Regions from separate parts of the Sus scrofa genome. Here region 1 is linked to region 2. Evidence: chromatin contacts called from public Hi-C data. All regions are on one chromosome and are shown on one strand. Each heading gives the region's core, a stretch centred on a gene start, on an enhancer-like site or on the middle of the called end of the contact. The rest is flanking DNA. Distances are from core to core; before and after follow the strand shown. Region 1 holds the start of CACYBP (calcyclin-binding protein). Region 2 overlaps RABGAP1L (rab GTPase-activating protein 1-like).

The links. A called contact is a pair of places that touch in the nucleus more often than the background predicts.
Region 1: a contact with region 2 is called in a Hi-C map of embryonic fibroblasts, with 2.3 times the contacts expected there. The contact joins the promoter of CACYBP here to the enhancer-like site in region 2. A contact is called at or near these places in 5 of 5 promoter capture datasets (fetal liver, fetal skeletal muscle, liver and 1 more), 19 of 47 Hi-C or Micro-C datasets (adipocytes, alveolar macrophages, embryonic fibroblasts and 12 more) and 1 of 2 datasets of contacts at active chromatin or transcription factors (alveolar macrophages).

Annotation. Positions count from the first base shown.
Region 1 is chr9:117,057,628-117,063,719 of Sscrofa11.1, reverse strand. It overlaps CACYBP (calcyclin-binding protein), which reads right to left and starts at 1,417. Exons shown (of 6, transcript XM_013989620.2): 1 at 1-1,417. It overlaps RABGAP1L (rab GTPase-activating protein 1-like), which reads right to left. Exons shown (of 26, transcript XM_021102607.1): 26 at 3,663-6,092.
Region 2 is chr9:116,897,395-116,903,046 of Sscrofa11.1, reverse strand. The region is part of intron 18 of RABGAP1L (rab GTPase-activating protein 1-like); the gene reads right to left. Among named protein-coding and RNA genes, the nearest start is that of CACYBP, 160 kb to the left of the region's middle. Within about 2 kb of position 4,271, at least 5 of the 83 cell types and tissues checked have an H3K27ac peak or open chromatin away from gene starts, as enhancers often do. A contact at or near this core is called in embryonic fibroblasts, where this site is marked.

The sequences.
Region 1 (6,092 bases), core at 168-2,667, 160 kb before region 2:
GTTTTCACTGGGTTCTGGCGCTCTGGGGACGTCAGGATTCAGCGTATACGACGTGGTGGCGTCATCACCGGTCGCAGTAGGAGGTGGGGTTGCGTTGGCCGTGTGGCGGGACCCAGTGGCGGCTCCGAAGCGGAGTAAGCTTCCTAATATGCTGGGCGCCTCCCGGGGTGGCTGAGTTTGCTTCCTTCATCGACCAGTCACCAGATTTGGATTCGATTTCAGTGAGCCTATTAATGTCAAAGAAAATGTGAGCTAAGATTTCCTGAGGCTGCATTCTGCTCCGGTTCTGACTCCTGCAGCCCGGCTTAGTAAGGCCCTTGAAAAACTCACTTTTCAGATAGATTATTTTAGCCTTTGGGGACCTCAAAACGTCTGAAACACGGTTGAGAATGTAGACGGTTACCCCTGAGATGTCAAATAACCCACACTCGGCTTTATCAACCCCAAGGTAAAGATGATCCGCAAGTCACAGAAGGAAAAAAGTACAGAAAAATGCAGGGCCATTATCTCAATAAAGAATCAGAAGTACAATACAAAAACAAATTACTTTTGCACACAACTTATGGACGTTAAGGAAAAGATGCTAGAACTAGAGAAGTTCATATCGTTTGATTCCATTTAAACAAAATCTAAAGCTGTGAGACTGAAAATCAGGTTGTGTTTGGGAAGACAGTGACAGAAAGAAGCCACGAGGGGGCTTTTGAGATTCGGCTAATTTTTTTTTCTTGATTTGAGCCCTGGTTACAGATGTGTTCACTGTGTAGAAATTTCATTGAGCGTCCTTCTGTGCAGTTTCTTGTGTATGTTATTTTTAACTAAAAGTTATATTTAAGTAGGCCCAAGAGGTAATTTTCCTGGTAGAAATGTAATACCGATAACAATCGTCAAGATTCGTAGGACTGAACTCCAAAGATCTGTGCATTTTATTTATACTTCAGGTTTTTTTTAAAAAGTGTCTAACTGGAAGCTTGGAATTATTTAGGCACTTAAATAGGAACAGATATCCCATTGCACTATGTGAAAATTTGACCTAATGCAGTGGTAAAAATTTGCTTGATTATGCACCTGGAGCAACTCCACCCCTCAGATATCCTAAAGTCACAAGTTTTAAACACCACCTATATGTTCATTCCCACCACTCTTCGGAAATCCAGACGGTCTCTGCGTGGATGTCTCATAAGCAGGTCCAACTCAGCTTGTGTAAAAAAACGCCTCTCAATTTCTCGTCCTCACACCTCATTGCAATTCTTACAATGATTTGCTAGCTCTGTGAATGGCCACCTCATTCTCTTAATTGCTCAGGCCAAGAAGTCATACTTGAGTCTTCAGTTTCAGGTCCTACATCCCATCTTCTGGCAAGTCTTGGTTTTATCTTCAAAGTATGTTGGTAATAAAACTACTTCTCATAATCTCCACTGCTACCAACTGAGACTAAGGTGTCATTATTTTGTCTGGATTTTTATCCTCTTAACTGGTTTCTCTCCTTCTCCACAGTTTTCCACAGGGCAGCCAGAATAACCTTCACAATTGTATAGAATAAAGTCCAGACTCCTCACTATAACCCAGGATGTTCTACATGATTTTATATCTCACCTTTTATAAATTTCCCATCTCATGGAATTCATCTCTCACCACTCTCCCCTCTCCCTGGTTTAAACACTGGTATTTTTGTCATTCCTTGAATCCACTGAGTTTCTTCTTACCTCTGGTTCTGCATGTAAACTTTGCTTTCTCTCTGGAATGGTTTCCCACCAGATCGTCACTTGGCTTTGTCTGTCTTCCCTTTCTGCCCGCATTTAAAACACCTCAGAATTCCCATTCTTAGGAGTCAACAAAACAAAATTCTGCTTCTCTCCAGATGTATACTATAATTGTCCATACATCTATCATGTAGAAGCAAAACTGACTCCTTGCTCTGCTGCCATTACGAGTAATTGGGTACATGGGATCTCAAAGCAAAAACAAAAACTTTGTATCCTGAGATAGATAAAAAAACAACAAAAACAAACAAAAACCAACATCATCAACATACACATCAGTTCATTGTGTCTAGTTCTAGTTCCCCAATGAAACTCTGAACCTGAGCTTTTCCTATAAAATTAGACTCCTTAAAAATCAAACACACTTTATCTCTGACTTTTGCAATGCTAATGTCTAATAAAAGTATGGATAATAGTGAGAATTACTGTTTCTCAGCAGGAACAAACTACTTACAGAGTCTATACTTGGAAATTGTATAGTTTTTTCCTATAAATATTGTAATTTCTGTTTGGTGAGTTCATCTTTCTGCAGCCTGAACTTCCTTGTAAGTGAATTATTAAAAGATTGTGCTTTGAGTGCCCTTTTGACAGTAATCAAAAGTTTTGTTAAAGTGTAATTTCAAAAAGGTGAAATCAAGATTCTCAGGCAAATATAAAATGAGCTTTGCTATTTCATACAACTCATTGGTTAATGATAGAATCAATAAGTTGTTAAAACTATCAAAAAGTGCATTTGCATAGCTGAGTACTTATGGGCAATTTAACAATGGAATGTTAGTGTACATTTTCAAAGTTAGACATAAGCTGGTTAATGTCCTATGGTGTAGTAAACTACATATGGCCTTTGGAGTTATGTGTTCCTCTGGAAGGAAAATAGGGATTTGCACACTACTGAACAAAAATCTACAAGTTAACAAGTAACTTCACTAAGTGTAGGACCTTTAATCAGTAGTGAACAGTGAGTTCCACTTACTATTATGTCAAGACTACTCATGACCTCCTGTCAAATTCAGTAGATATTTTCTGAATAATTTACTTTTGATGTAAAATTTCTCATTGTTTTAACTACAACATGGACCAAACAAAAGATGTCTGTAGTCTGGGTTTGGGCCACAAACTAATTTTACAATCTCTGATTAGTATTTTTTTTAAAATACTGAATTGTAAGAGGAGATCTGCAATCTGACTTTCATTCAGTTCCATGTACACCCTGAATGAAAAGCAAGTTAGAAAAAAACACAAATCAGGATTCTAGGCACCCTGCCTTCACTCCAGGAGAGCCTCTGGAGCACTGTTGGATTATATAATGACACCCACTGTGACTCTCAAAGGCTAGCAGTAGCCACCCAATCCAGGACTAGCCAAGCATATTTTTGCAAGATTTTGGAATTGGGATGCTGAGATGCTAGTCCATCTCTGCTGGTCACTTGAAGACATGTAAACTTGGAAGCTGTGCATTTAGAAGCAGATGCCTCTTTTCAAAGAGGCAGGAGCAGATAAGCATCACCTGGCAAAACAAGCAGAAGAGTGATTATGAGAACAGTTGCTTAGGTTCCTGATAGAATACCAGTTCTCTCTCCCCATTGCTGCCTCAGGCCCAACAATTTAGCTTTTGGTAGCTATGAATTAAATATACTTTTTTCTTCTTATTTAATTGCATTATTAGTAAGCTAGCTGGAGAGAGTTTCTGTTAACTTGCAACCAAAGAATCTCTACAGAGAGGAATACAGGGCACTTGGCTGTGCTGTACAGGATATCGTTTTGTAGGGTAGGTATAACCTGGAACAAATTCCTGTGTATTTCTTCTTGCTTGTGTAGAGTCTAGTGTCAGATAAGTTTTACATAAAAACCGGGTTCAGATGATTCAGAATAAAATCAACTAAAGAAAGTAAAAAAGACATGTATGGTTTCCAGAACAAATGTTTATTACTGCTTAATGGGGCCAAAGGGGCAACACAAAGCATTGAAAACATCACTGGCTCACAAAAACAGTCACCTTGCTACCTTCTTGCATTTGTTTACTTCACAAGGCTTCATTCACACGTGAAAACAAGATACTAATCCAATTCAAGTTCATAACAATTATAAAAGTAAACATTTGTTGGGACAATGTACAATAAATTGCACTTTTCTTAACAAGCATTACATTTACATTTATAGAGTGTACTATACATAATACATGGAATTATGGAAACATCTAATTGGTCAGTGTTTAGAGAGGAGAAAAGCTGCTCACTAATTTCTTTTGTAGTCAATTAGCACAGTTTGGTCTAATCAACTCCTTTATTCTGGAACCTGTTTTCATTGGAGAAGCCATGGACAAAATCATAGAATTCACAAAAATAGATGGCATAGAATTTCTACTACCTCCCCAGCAAGGGGAAAGGTAGGAATTGAAATAAATAAAGTGGGACTGAGAAACTTTTTTTCTTTATTTGAATTAAGGATCCATATATTATGCAAAATACCAAAAATAGTGAAACTGATGCAAAGGTTATTGGAATCTTGGATTCTGGGACCATTTCCAGGCTTTATTCTTGTGCTTTCATGACACCAGAGTCTTGATGTATTTATGTCCTTATCAATCAGTTTCCTATATTTTAGTCCATATATAATATGTAGTTATTAACAGATTTTACATGTTAATTTATTGCCAATGAAAAGGGAAAGAAACTTAAAATATTAATTTTCTACTCAATGATTCTTTTAAAGTTTTCAGAATACCACAAATGATAAACCGGGGTGGGGGTGGGGAGAGTGGGACGTGTTGGTGAAGATGTTTTTATAGCAGGTAGCAAATTCATTTGAAGATAAACTTAACATGTAGTCTTTTAGATGGAAGCTTAGTAGGGAACATCTGACAGCTGGCTGTAGTCACTAGGCTACTTGTAAACATCCACTTTTCTCCTTACAACTCAAGATCATCTCCCACTGAGGTGCAGCCCATACTGAAGTATTTGTTTTGATAGCTTTTGAAAGGTAGGAAAATGCCTCAGGGCTTTGCCTGTATTGTATGGAAGCCACTCTAAGAGAGGAAGTATGTTGTGGAGCAGTTCCAGTTCAATGTTACCAGCATGGCAACTGGAGGGAACAAGTTACGTCTGGTAGGAAAACAGGGCACTGAGCTGTGTCTGGCCTTCTGTATCTGATCACCATGTGCATGTTCAGTTGCATGGTACCTGGGTATTCAAAAGAGGCAGGGATACTCCATATAAAATTCTACCAATCTCTCTTTCACACACACACACACACACACACACACAACTCCTCCATATAAAATTCTACCAATCTCTCTTTCACACACACACACACACACACACACACACACACACCCCTCACAACATTCAAATCAAACAACAGAGTTTGTCCACGCTCTCATCTACTTGTAACTGAAGCAAGAGAATCAGAGCTACTTTAGAGTGTTTTTTTGTAAAGAGTAAGTTATACAACGGAATCATCTTAGTAAATAAAAGTGTTCTTTTCAAGAGAGCTAAAACAAAGTATTTGATTTTTTAAAGGCTCCTTTCTCTCTAAAAGGATCCTGAAATCAGACAACTAACTTAGCAGAATGATTTGCAACTAATCAACTTAAAGGATCTAACTCTCACCTCTTGTGCCCTAAACTATGTATCCTCTCGTTTTTCTCAGTTTAGCTAGGAAATTAACCACTAGTTATTAGCTGGAAAATATTTTAAGAAAATGGAGTAAAGGTTTGAGAAAAATAAATATTAATACATAGCATAAGAGAAATAAAATTTTTGAAAACAATGGAAACAAGATAAATACTATTAAATATCCCAACATTAGTACAAAGATTACTTTCCTACTTTATTATGGAAATTTAAGAAAGCCAATGAAGAATAAACTACTAACTTAATAGCAGGGAGAGGGGAAGAGTGTTACTGGTTGCATGGAAAAACAGGCCATAGGCCTATGTCACATTCCTATTAGTGTTTCTGATAGGCACTCATATATAAAACATTATAGGTAACTGAAAATTCTTTTGCATTAAATCATATGTAACTAAATATAACTAAATTGTGCCATGGCTCAGGATGTAGGAAGCTAGCAAACAATGCACTGCAAAATTCAGCTTGGTTTCTTTCAGCTTTAAGGAATGTGTTATGATTCTTAAGATATAAAAGCTAATGACTGAATTGTCAAATTGAATTTCATTCCCTTAATTGATTCTGCAGAATTTAATGAAAAAAAAAATCACTTTTCAGAATGCTGCAAATGTTGGCTGTTTTATACTAGGGAAAGATGAAAAACACTCTAGAATATTTGGAAATTTCCTGGATATTTGGGCTGGTCAATCCCTTTCTAAAAGAA
Region 2 (5,652 bases), core at 3,022-5,521:
TTTTTTGATAGACTTTGTTTTTTAGAGCAGTCTTAGGTTCAAAACTGAGTGGAAGGTACGGAGAGTTCCCCATAAAGATTCTTAGACTTGAGTTGAGAGGGGACCTCCAAAAGACTGCCTTGAGAACAGTCACTTCTAAATACACACTTATGGTAATAAAACACATCGGCCTTCTCAATTTTTAACTGAGAAGCATTCTCTTCAATCAAACAGAGAGGCTATATCCTTGGCAGCTCAGCCACAGCATCTACATAACCACAGCTTTTTTTGAAGCCATGTTAGTGATGCAGGCTTGATAATGGAGTAATTGCTATCTCAATTCATTCATCCTCTTTCATGGGCATTGTGTATAAGGCTCATCTTTATTTTCAAGTTTAAGCAGAAGGCATATATAAATGTCAGCAGAGTTTTTTCAATTTCAAATTGATCAGATTAAAATTATGATTTATAGGATCTAGAATATTCCTTTATTCTCTCAAGCTAGATCAGCATGGGTGTGTTTTGTCATTGTTGCTAAAAATAATGAGGTGCTCCATTCATCTTGATAAGTTGTGAATTGCCTCTACCTCTTTCCCATGGTCAGTCTCCAGTCTTCTATTAAATTTGCTACCTCTGGCATCTTTGTGTTACATAGAATGCTAGGTGTAGTTCAACAGCTATCACTGTGAAAAATATTATTTTCAGTGGAGGAGTTATATGGGTCAGCCCATGTATTAGCAAGTGAATTTGTTTCCACAAAATAAATATGTCAAGATGAGGACATTCATTTCTTTTCAGAATAGAAGATTCCATGTTCTGAAATAAAGACGGTAATAGATTATATGGCCATACTATTTTCCTTTCCCCTACCTCCCACTCTTGGCTTCGAATGGACCCAGTAGAATTTCAGAGGTAGCAAACTGATGAGAGTGAAGGTGATTTTTCCTACACTTTCACTTGAGGCAGTCAACTTCATTTTCACCTCCCTTGTGAGTTCAGCATTTGTACATGATGATAATAACAAGTAAACATGTGTGGACGGGTCTTTTCTGCTTGGTAGGCTCCTTTCCCTAGCTCATACACAGATCTGTTCCAAGCAGAGCCTAGCAAAACAAATTACACGTCACAAACTCTTGATAAATATTTAAGTGACTGAAAGTATGACTAACAGTAGTTGCTATTTATTCAGTATCTATAACCACCATGAATTATGCCAAGCCTTCAGAGAATGCATTATTGCCATTCATCTTAACCAATTACACCCACTTTACATAGGAGGCACCTGAACTTAGGAAAGTTAAGAGCACTGCCCAAGAGCATGTAGCTTCTAGGGCAATGCAACTATAATTTACACATCTGATATATGCGTTTTAAATTTAGAGTTATTTGAAACAATGAAGGAGGGAGAGTTACACAGGCTAGATCCTAGAGGTTAATCAAGTTGGTCCAATGGAACAAACAAGATTTTCAGAGTCATGTCATTATGAATACATGGAGGGGCTAAAGTGTCTCGGTTCTGAAAGAAATGACAAAACCAAAACCAAAAACACAGCAAAAACTTATGTTTACTGTACCCTACTGATCCCATCCGTATCTTTCCTTTTTTTATGACTACTAAACAACCCAATCCTGAGCTCAGCCTTCTCTCCAGATCTCCCAATCTATATATCTATCTCCTTACTGGACAAATGCAGCCTCACATGCAAACTGACCCTGGCATGTCCAAAGTCACCATTTCTTCCCCAGCGCAGTTCCTCCTCTTCCATTCCCCACCTACCCAGTTACCCCAGCAGAGTATCATCACAGAGTCCTCTTTTTACCTCCACTTCCCACACTCAATACTTTCAAGTCTGGTTGATTCGACCTCCTCACCATCTCTCAAAACTATCCATCCCCTCTTCTCCATTCCCATCTCTTCTGAGTTGAGCGCAGCCCTTAGTGTGACATGTCAGTGCCTTTACCATCTGCAATACTCAAGTCAGTTGACGTTCCCTCATTCACAGCAGGTAACTGCGTATCTCAATGTCTTTGTTCTTACCTTCTCCTTTTCTTGAAGGTTGCTTCCCCTCTAATTTACCTACCTTTTCCTAATTTATTAAAACTCTGGTCTTACCAAGATAGGTATCACTACTATCCTTCTTTTTGCCCTAAAAACTTAGCAGAGGTGATTACTTGACACATAGTGGCTATCCCGTTACTATTTATTGAAATGGCTTAGTATTCAAAATGGATAAAATATGATTCTTATTATTCATATGAGGGATAGAAAAGCATTTTTCTGATTAGAGATATTGATGCTTTAATATTTCTGAGCCTTTTTAAATGTTCTTCTCTATTTCTAGAGTATTTTCCTCCATTATTTTCCCTTTAAAACAATCCTTCAAAGTGTTGTCATGGAAAAAACGAAAGCAAGCTGAGATGTCAGAGAGACCCAGATTTAAAACCCCAATGTCAAGTTCAATAAACTGTATAACTTCAGGAAAGTTAATCTTTTGGAGTCCCATTTTTCATTAAGAAAATGAGATTGAAAATACTAATAGTGAAGCTGCTAATATGATTAACACCTGTGACATTTCTCGCTTGGTGAGCTGGGACGATAGTAAGATATCAACTGATAGGGAAAGCACCAGGGACAGGAAGGGATGGAGGAGGAATGCTGTTAGCAAGGAATATGTGGCAATCCATAGGAGATGTTTCATTGGTCAAGGGAAATATGGATCCAGAGCTGAGAAACGGGCTTAGGAACCACTGGTGTCATATGCAAGGTGAAACATGGAAATAAATGAAGTAAGTTAGGAAAAATATGGAAATCATGAAGAGATATTCCCATAGTGTATTTTGATATTCTTCTTAACCATCCCAGAAGTAATTTTATTTATTTATTTATTTATTTCCAGGTGTAATTTAATAACTAGTTATATAATTATACTGTTTGGGGAAAAAAAATCTACCCTACCAGATCCTTAAGTGTAGGCATTGCATTAGCTTTACTCACCAGTATGCTCTCAGAAATTGTACAGTAACCACCTATAGAAGGAACTCAGTAAATACTAAGTTGATGAATGAGTCTCATATACTATTCACCACTGAGCTTTCTAATCATTTGCTTTTTAAAATTTGGTGACCTACATAAAGAGTAACGTGAGAATATAAATTCCTAATGAAAATGTGCTGAGGTAGGGATGAGAATAAACATCTCGTAGGTTCCTGTTGTGGGCCTGACATTGTGCCAGCTGCTTCCATGCACGATCTTGTTCCATCCCCATAATATCCTATAGTAAAATTATTGTTCAAATGAAGATTTGCTCAAAATTTGCAAAGTCAGTTTGCTCCATCTCTACAATATCACTAATTTCTCACTCTCCCTCAGCCTTCCAAATGTAACTTAGCTTTAAGTCCTGTCAGCCCTATTTACAAAATTATCTTGCATCTGTTCTCTTTTTCCATCTTAACTGTCACTACTTTGGTCTAAGTTACCATCATTTTCTGCTTGGCCTTGAAATAACATCTTAGCCATCTCCATGCTTCTACTCTTGCCTCTTTTCAACCCACATTCCACACACCAGAATTCTTCAATCAAAAGGATGTCTTAAAACCTTATCTAATTTCTCCCTGCTTGAAACTTACACTGGCTTCCCATGTTACCCAAATGCCAATGCTTTGCTATTCTTTCTATAATCTGACCACATCTCCTTCATTTCTATACCTTGCTCACTGGCTTACTATGCTCCAGTCACACTGGCCTCTTTTCTGTTTTGAACATACAAAGCTTTTCCCACCTCAAGGCCTTTGTGTTTGCTGTTGCCTGTGATTTTCATATGGCTGGTTCCACTGCATCATTCAACTCAAATGTTATTTTGCTCCCAGAGGACTTTTCTTACCATCTTATCTAGTGGAGGGTAATAACACCTTAGGTGCCTTTGTGTTATTTCTTTTATAATGTTTATCACTACTTGAAATTGCTTACTTCTATCTTATATATTATCCTTCTCTGCAACTAGACAGTACCAGGGCAAGGCTCACAGGAGAGGGGCTAGAGAGCTTTTAAATTATCTGATTGAAAATTTATTAGGAAAATATAACCATAAAATAAGATTCTTAATCTCAGCGTCTTTCATTCACTCATTTGTTTGTTCATTCATTTTTACTTTACTGGGTCTTTTGAATCTCTTTTCTCTTTAGTGACCAATAGTCAACTAAAATGACCCCTTGACATTTACAGATTCAATATTTATTGCTTCCGCTCTCCCTGAGAGACCTCATGAGGTCACAACATAGAACTTGTGGGTTTGCTGAGGAATGAATTTAGTTACTCCCATGTAACAGATGGTGAGTAAGCTTAGACTTAATCCCTCAGTTATTATACATTATCCAAATTTTATAAATAAACTGAATAAAAATCATAGTGGTATTAAATAATTAGGAAACTGAAGAGCATCTCAGAACACATCTTTCATGAAAGTTGTCTTCCCCCCCAAGAAGCTATGTCTATATATATGTTAAAGAAAGAGACCATACTCCAACTAATTGGTCTACCTAGTTAACTACAGTAATGCCATGATTAATAACACATGTCTTGCTTCCAAAAAGCCTACTATTAATCTATCACCATCATAAAGACTGGCCACAGAAAAGCTCAGAAACCATTTTAGGCATGCAAGCAGCTGAGTCACTGTGGTTTCTGGTAAAGAAGAGAGAGGCTTCTATATTTAAAAACAAAGATATCATAATATTGGTTTTTGAAGTGTCCTGCAAGCTGTGGATAATATATGCTATAAAACTGTCAACTACTTTAAGAAAGAGGAAGAAATTAAACACAATTTTACTACCAGAAACAGCCCTTAAGCCCAGTGGGAACAGAAAGGAATAAATGAACCCAGGGGCAAGGGGTTAAAAAGGAAATATTCCATTCTCTATGTATATACCATGAGCCCAGAGTTGTGTCCGGTGCTAGGGAGAATACCAAACTAGCACATAATACGTTCTCTATCCTCAGTGCCATCATGGACTTTATGACAGAGACAAGACCCATGATTGGGACAATTAGGATGTCCACGTGACAGTGCGTAATAATGTGCCCAGGAGGTACGGTTGAGGCTGGTAAGTACATCTGAGGCCAGATTATGAGGAAAATGAAATGCTAGAGGATGGGCTCATACCGGAGAATAGAGAGGTGAATAATATGGTGAAGACAGTTTTGAGAAGGACTCTTCTCATAGCAGAGGGCAAGGGAGTTTAAGAGAGGAAGATGTTAAAAGTAGACATGTCATAAAGCTCTTGCTGTACACCAAAAGTAAGAAAATGAGAGCCTGGACTGGGGTGGTTGTCATGGAAACAGAGCCATGCTCGAATCTGAGAAGCATCATGAAGGAAAAACAGCTCTTCGTTATCTTGGTGTAACTTTCCAAGTACATGCAGCTTATTAGGTCTGCCTTTATATAACTCACTGATACAAAACTGCCAGAGATAATATTCTTTCCCAGGTCAGGGAAAAGGGCACACCATGGAGGAAACACCCATGATATATGAACACAGGGGCTCTCTGAAAATTGCTGACTTTGAGACACAAAGTTTGGTTAAAGGCTCAATCGCTTTGGTCACTTTCTCTGAAAGTCTATTTACTGGAGTTCAAACCATAATACATTAAGCTGAACCAAGCAGAAAGAAGCTGAT